Linked DNA regions of Mus musculus: region 1 is linked to region 2. Evidence: chromatin contacts called from public promoter capture Hi-C data. All regions are on one chromosome and are shown on one strand. The core of a region is the stretch at or near the end of the contact, and the rest is flanking DNA. Distances in the headings are between cores, read along the strand shown.

What was found. Promoter capture Hi-C pulls out the DNA fragments that hold promoters and counts their contacts.
Region 1: a promoter capture Hi-C map of pre-B cells shows a contact between it and region 2. The contact joins the promoter of Rbm10 here to the promoter of Chst7 in region 2. A contact is called at or near these places in 8 of 39 promoter capture datasets (the 3T3-L1 cell line, the C10 cell line, cranial neural crest and 3 more), 1 of 484 Hi-C or Micro-C datasets (uterus), 2 of 115 datasets of contacts at active chromatin or transcription factors (astrocytes and pancreatic cancer cells) and 2 of 9 other capture datasets (adipose tissue and macrophages).

The regions. Positions count from the first base shown.
Region 1 is chrX:20,615,813-20,619,071 of GRCm38.p6, reverse strand. Rbm10 (RNA binding motif protein 10) reads right to left here and starts at 1,569. Exons shown (of 24, transcript NM_145627.3): 1 at 1,021-1,569. It overlaps Ndufb11 (NADH:ubiquinone oxidoreductase subunit B11), which reads left to right and starts at 1,453. Exons shown (of 3, transcript NM_019435.5): 1 at 1,453-2,012; 2 at 3,228-3,259. The coding sequence starts at 1,812.
Region 2 is chrX:20,057,840-20,061,263 of GRCm38.p6, reverse strand. Chst7 (carbohydrate (N-acetylglucosamino) sulfotransferase 7) reads right to left here and starts at 1,694. Exons shown (of 2, transcript NM_021715.1): 1 at 56-1,694. The coding sequence starts at 1,548. The coding sequence ends at 94.

The sequences.
Region 1 (3,259 bases), core at 320-2,819, 560 kb before region 2:
AGAGTGTCATGACCCAACCAGAGATCAAAATTACCCCTGAATCTTTAGCTGCCACCCATTTGTACAGGAACCAAGTAAAGCTAGGCGGGTATAGTACTTGCCCAACGGTAGGTTGCCACAACACCTTTTCTCTTAAGTACCTATTTTCTCTTCCAACTCAAGGATCAGTTAACTTCCCCCAGATGGGGAAAAGAATCACAGGCAGGAACCCCAGTGGATGAGAACCTGACACAAAATGCTCAATGGCAAAAGAATGAGTCTAATTTTGTTGCATACACAGCACAGAAAAGAAACAAAGTTACAGACAAGCCCCCAAAATAGCCAAGGGCCAGGATCACAGGATACCTATAAGAGACACAATTAAACGGATTTCCCTTTGAATATATAGACCTCACTGTTACAGATACAACTCCCAAAAGAAGAAACGCCGGATATATATATTCTCTGCACCCCCTCCCCAAACTAACTAAGTTGGGGTCGATCAGTAACAAGCCTGCTTCCTGATAAGGATCAGAGGTCAGATACAGACCCCAAGGATAAAAACCATATTCACTTTCTTTCTCCGCGCTTGTCACCCTCATTCCCACCACATAAATGAATAGAGGCCGCAGCCAGAGTATTTCCCCGTGGATAGTTAAGTAACAAGGGCAGTCAGCACAACCCTCCTCTAAGAACACCCCCCGCAAAGTCGCAAACACGCGCGTTTCAAAAGATAAAAAGTTCGGTGGGCAAATACAGTAAGTCACAGTACCCCACTCCCATCTGTCTCTCCCTTCCCCCAACCCGCGTGCACCCATCCCGCGTCCCAATCGCGCACGCGCTTTTGCTTTCATAAGAAAAAAGCTGGGGTGGGGGACCATACCCCCTCTTCAGGTGCAGGCTGTGCAGGCATCCCTCAGCTCTGTGCGAACTCCGAGGGTACAGTCCGTCCCCGCGCCTCTTCTATGCACACCGGCCCTCTCCCCCTCCCACGCGCCCAGCTCCTTTACCTCCGATCCCACGACCCGCAACGGCGCTCACCTTCTCGGCCCGGGCTGTCAAGGGAGGGCTCCCAGGCATCACCTCCGCCCGCCACCACCTCCTTCAGAACTGTTAGTTCAAATGGGAGCCAATGCATGCAACTACCAAGTCCAAGACTGGGAGCAAAAAGGAGGAAAGGGGGAGGGGAGACGCGACCGACGCGTTGCCCTCCCAAGGAAACTCGGTGCCACCTCCTCCTAGCCGGCCACAGTCACCAACACAAAATGGCGACGAGAAGAGAGCCGGCGATCCGACCACCATCCACCTACTAAGGGAGCGCGCTCTGGCCGGCCTTGACGATTGGTTGCCGGTCACCATTGGCTGGCCCTGGCATTCTCTGATTGGCAAGCATATGCTACCTCCCCATTCCCTGTGAGAACGGCCCAGGAGTCCAGAAAAAAGAGTAGCTATTGGCTACCCCTAAGAGGCCCGCTCTTTAGAAGCTTGCTGTCCTTTGAAGTTGAAAGACAACTAGAAGCTCCACCTCTTTCCCTACAGGGCCATCTAGATGTCACCGCTTTCTTCTTACGAAGAAAATGAACAGACCTCTCAAAAACAACTCTCTCCCAGACTAACAGAAATGATAACGTTGATTCGGTAGCGACACGGCGTGGGAGGCAAAATAGAGTCCGCACCTCGCCGAACTCGTAAACAAACTTAGGCCGGGGATCTATTTAGCAAGGTAAGGGCGGAGCGACAAAAATCGCGCTGGGATCAACCGCAGCTGCGCACATTGTATTTCCGTCTCCCTCCCCCCCCCCGCCCCCCAGGACTCCGCAGTACAAGCTGTCATGGCGGCCCGACTGTTAAGCTTGTATGGTCGCTGCCTGTCAGCAGCGGGGGCGATGAGAGGGCTCCCGGCTGCTCGCGTTCGCTGGGAGTCCTCCAGGGCTGTAATCGCCCCATCCGGTGTGGAGAAAAAGCGGCAACGAGAACCGACCATGCAGTGGCAGGAGGACCCAGAACCCGAGGACGAAAACGTCTACGCGAAGGTGAGAGGGAGGGGGGAAAACGGGACGCTGTAGGGGCCAATCTGGACCAGGGAAACCAGTGTCAAAGCGGACATTCTCCGGCCCGAGATTTGAGCAGTGGACAAAATCTTCGAATATTCAGAAATTTTGCCTAGCTTGTTTTTCTCTTTCGTTGCCTTATTTGCAGTCAGAAATCACACTGAAAGAGGGCAGCACCCAAAGCATGTTAGAAACTTTATAATTAGGGTAATACTAAACTCTAAGGTAACACGTGCATAATGCCAGGCTGTGCTAGACACTTTGTATCTATTTACTCATCTCAATTCTAAAGTAGCGTGATTTTGAAGTAGGCACTATAACTGTTACTGAAGTAGGCACTGTAACTGTTACAGTGACATAGATGAGGATACTAAAACACAAGTTGCTAGCCCAAGATCACAGCTTGAGTAGGTCATGGAGCTGATTATTTGCATTCAGGACTGAATTCCTGTGCTTTATGGAGAGCAGAGATTCTGGAGTCAGACATCTTGGGTTGAAAATTATTCACTTGTATGACCTTGGACAAGTAATTTAATCTCTTGGTGCCTCGGTTTCTTTGTAAAGTGAGAAAAGTACTAGGAAAGCTAAGAAAAACACACCTGCTTCATATGAGTCAGAATGGTCACTGCAGCTCTTACCACTTACTTCAGAAGTACTCCAAATTAGAAGGTGTTTATTATTGCCATTTCCACTCTACTGAGGATATTGTGAGGTTTGTGTTTTTGAAAAGGCCTAGTATATTCAACATTAACATCTGATTGAAGATCTTAAATTATTATAGGGTCCTATAGAATAAGTGGACCCATAGGAAATTGCCAATATCCAAACATTTTTTTAATCTTTATAAATAGCACTTTCCAAGGATGAAACTTAACAGACAGGGTGAGCACTCCCAAACAAGTACGTGAGGCCAATTATTCATTTGGAAAGAAAGTCAAAATCTTGGATGGGGAGATGGTGATGAATTCAGTGGTGATTAGATTTGGAAGAAGAGCTTTCTAGGCCTCGAGAGCAGCAAATGTCACAGCCCTGTGGTGGGAAGGAATTTCACGTATCCTAAAAGTAGAGAAAGGATTTTAATCAGGGATAAGAGATTGGTTAGAGATTGGAGGGCGGATTAGAGACCAGGTCATGCAAGGCCAGGATATAACTTTATGGAGCAGCAAGAAGCCCTAATTGACCTCTCCTTCTCCTCAGAACCCTGACTTTCATGGTTATGATAGTGACCC
Region 2 (3,424 bases), core at 445-2,944:
GTTGTTTCAGGATTCCCCCTCCCCAAATACTGTTCCTTATACTGTGTCACTTTACCTGAATACGCCCCGGGGCAGGGTTCAGGGATCAGGGTATTACACAGCCCAATTGGCCTTGGTCTCCAGTGGTGTCTCCCCTTCCCTGACGGTCTTCCTGTCGCGTTCGTCCCCACTTCGAGGGTAGGCAAGCAGACGCATGGCAGGGGCGCAGGCGGTTTCCACTTGGCGCACCTGCTCTTGGCTCAGACGTTCGCGCCAGGCGTGCACAGCCTCTCGGGCGTCCCGCGCAGACAAGTGGAAGGGACGATCGGCGCCGTAGGCCGAGCCCCGCGTCATATTGAATGCGAAGGCATCAAGCGCGGCGAGTGTCCGCAACCCAGAGAAGCGCAGCAGGCGGCGCAGCTGGGCTTGGGGCTGCCACACCAGGTCCTCATAACGCAGCCGCAGGTAGCGACGCCTCAGCCAGGCGGGCGCGCCGCGGGTGAATAGCAGGTCGCGAAGCCACGCTTCACAGATCACCTCAAGCGCGCTGGTTAAGAAGAAATCAGCGCGTGGCGCCGAGGGCAGAGCCCGGGCCTGGCCTCCCGGACGGGCATCCACTCCATGCGCCAGCAGCACCCGGTGGAAGTGGTCGCCCCTCTGGCGCGTGCGCAGCACCTGGATGCTTTCGCGCAGCAGTCCCTGCCTCGACTTGAGGCGCGAGTTGTGCACGGCCCGAGGGTCTCGGAAGAGTTGCACCACCTTTAGGTTGAGGCCTGGGTCACGCAGCAGAGGGACCAGCACTCCCAGGTCCAGTAGCCGCACGTCTTTGATGACCACCACCGGGTACTTGCGGCACTCGGCCTCCAGGGCGCGGAGCGAAACGGGCGGGCAGGTACTTTCGCAGGCTTTGTCCTCGACGAGTCCCACGTCCGCGCGTGCCCGGGGCGCGGCGGGGCACAGAGGCGGCGAGCAGATGACCTTGTTGGTCCGCCAGCGGAAAAGCATGGCCGTGGTGAGGTTGGCCGAGTCCGGTGCTCGCTCCCCAGGGTCCCCAGGCTGCGCGTACAGGCGCAGCACAGAGAAATCACAGCGGAAGAGGGAGCGCAGCATGTCTCTTAGTGCGCCCTGCAGGCTCTCCGCGTCGCCCGGATACAGTGCCTGCCACAGATGCCACATGGGCTCGTACAAGTAGAAAACGTCCGGGTGCTGGTTGAAGAGTTCGCCCAAGAAGGACGAGCCGGTGCGCCAGGTGGCATGCACATAGATGTGTTGCTTTTCCTGGGTCACCGCCTCACCGACGGCGCTGAGGTTGCCGGGGGACCCGGGGGATCGATCCGGGTTTCCTTCGGCCAGGGACCGCACCTCAGCGCCCTGCTCACGTTCCCCGGCCGCCGCCGCCTCCAGGCTCCACACACCCAAGCTGCGCTGCAGGCCGGGGCAGTTCCTGCCCTTGTCCTGCTCGCTGTGGCTGTCCAGTACAGAGGGGACAAGAAGTAGCAAAAGCGTGTACAGCGCCAAGAGCAGCGTGAACTTGCAATACTCTCGGCGCCGCCGCCGCCGGCCCTTCATAGTTCACCGAATCCTCACTCTCCCCACCCAGAGCAGAGTAGGCGCCTGCTGGTTCTGTCCAGAAAACCCAGCCCAAAGTCCTCGGCTCCGGCCTCTTCGGGTCTCCCTCAATGTTGGGTGGAGCGGAGTGGAGCAGCCGGGCGGTGTATCCACTACAGGAAACTTGGGAGGCAGTGGTGGCGGCACACTCAGCCTCCTTCTTGGCTCAGCCTCTTGAGAGCGCTCATTGGCCGGTTCAGCAGCTGCAGGCCCTGCCCATGGTACCCGAAACTTCTCCCCGCCCACTTACGCTCTGCTCCTGGGTTTGCTCAACGCCGGGCTAGAGCTGGACAGGGCTGCCACAGGGCAGGGACACCCTCTGGGGTGCACTGAGTGTACTCCACCTTTCCCTAACTCCTTCAAAACGAATTTAAGTTTGCTAACCAACCAACTTCAGGCAAGGGAGAGTCACAATGTGTACAGAAGGCATCCAGTGACTGGACATGATTCCCCACCTGGAGAATGACACTTTTTTTCTTCCTGTTTTGGTCCCAGCAGAATCCAGAAGAGGGCACTGGATCACCAGAAACAAGAGTTGCAGATGGGTGTAATCAGAGCTATAGGTGTTTCAAACCAAACTTGGGTCTCCAGTAAGTGGTCTTAATCACTGAACTAATTCTCCAGCCCTTCTCTTGTATTCCTTATATATGAAAACTATTTATTTTGTATTTGTCAATCATTGTTTCTTGCCCACAATTCTCACACTTTCCAGCCACTTGTATATATATTCTTTATTTCTGATCCACCTTGCCCACTCCCTTTACATTTTTCTCAAATCTTCGTGTTCATCTAAAAGACTATGGGCAATTCTCTCTCTCTCTCTCTCTCTCTCAAATTATATTCGTGTGTGTGTGTGTGTGTGTGTGTGTGTGTGTGTGCGTGCGTGCCTGTGTGCCTGTGTGTGCACATGTATGGAGGTCAGAGGACAACATGAGGGAGTTGGTTCTCTTCTCTCATCTTGCATGTCCTGGAGACTGGCGATTGAACTCAGGTTGCTAGGATCAGCTCTAGGCAAGTGCTCTCACTGAGCCATCTTACTGGTCCTGTGCCATTATTTTAATAACACTCATGGCAATAAACTAAACTTCCTTGCCTTCTGTCATTCATTACTCCCCTAGAAAAGCCATTCTTTCCCAAACCCACAAACACAATTGCAAAACATTCCATAAAGGACATGTTTACACCAAGAGAAATTTAACACCATTAACCTCAGACATCCTGTCAATTCCAAATCTCAAGCCTCTAGGACTATTCAAAATTCTCTGCTCTTCTCCAACCAGGGGTACCACTGCACTCCTTTCCCAACAGTGTCATTACTTGCTACTTTTTTGTCAGAAGAAACCATGTTGAACCTCTTCATTTTCCATCAGTAACATTCACTCACTTATGTATTAATCTCCTTTGTAGCAAGGATACTATTTTGCAACATAAAATTAATAGCTTCCATTATATTTTTCCTTTTCCCTTTTTAAGCAAAAAAGGTTGCTCTGGGCTCACTTGGGGAGAAATATATGGCTGAGCAGAATGTAAATAACTTCTGTTGTTAGTTATAAAAACCTCAAGCCCAGTAATGGAGACAATAAAATTACAATTATCCTCCTCCAACTGTCCCTTTTGGCTTTATCTTCCAACACTAACTCTGAGATGGGAGAGGGACCTGGAGTCACAGCTCAGTTGATAGATAGTTGTGTGCCTCTGTGGGCCCATAGTGAGATATCCCTTCCTCCACTGAGGTACCAGCTGTACAATGGTATAGTATAGAATAGAGTTTATTCACGGCATGGGGAGGGTAGCTGAGAGGGTAGTAGAGACAGAGAAAGGCAGAGCAAGAGAAGAG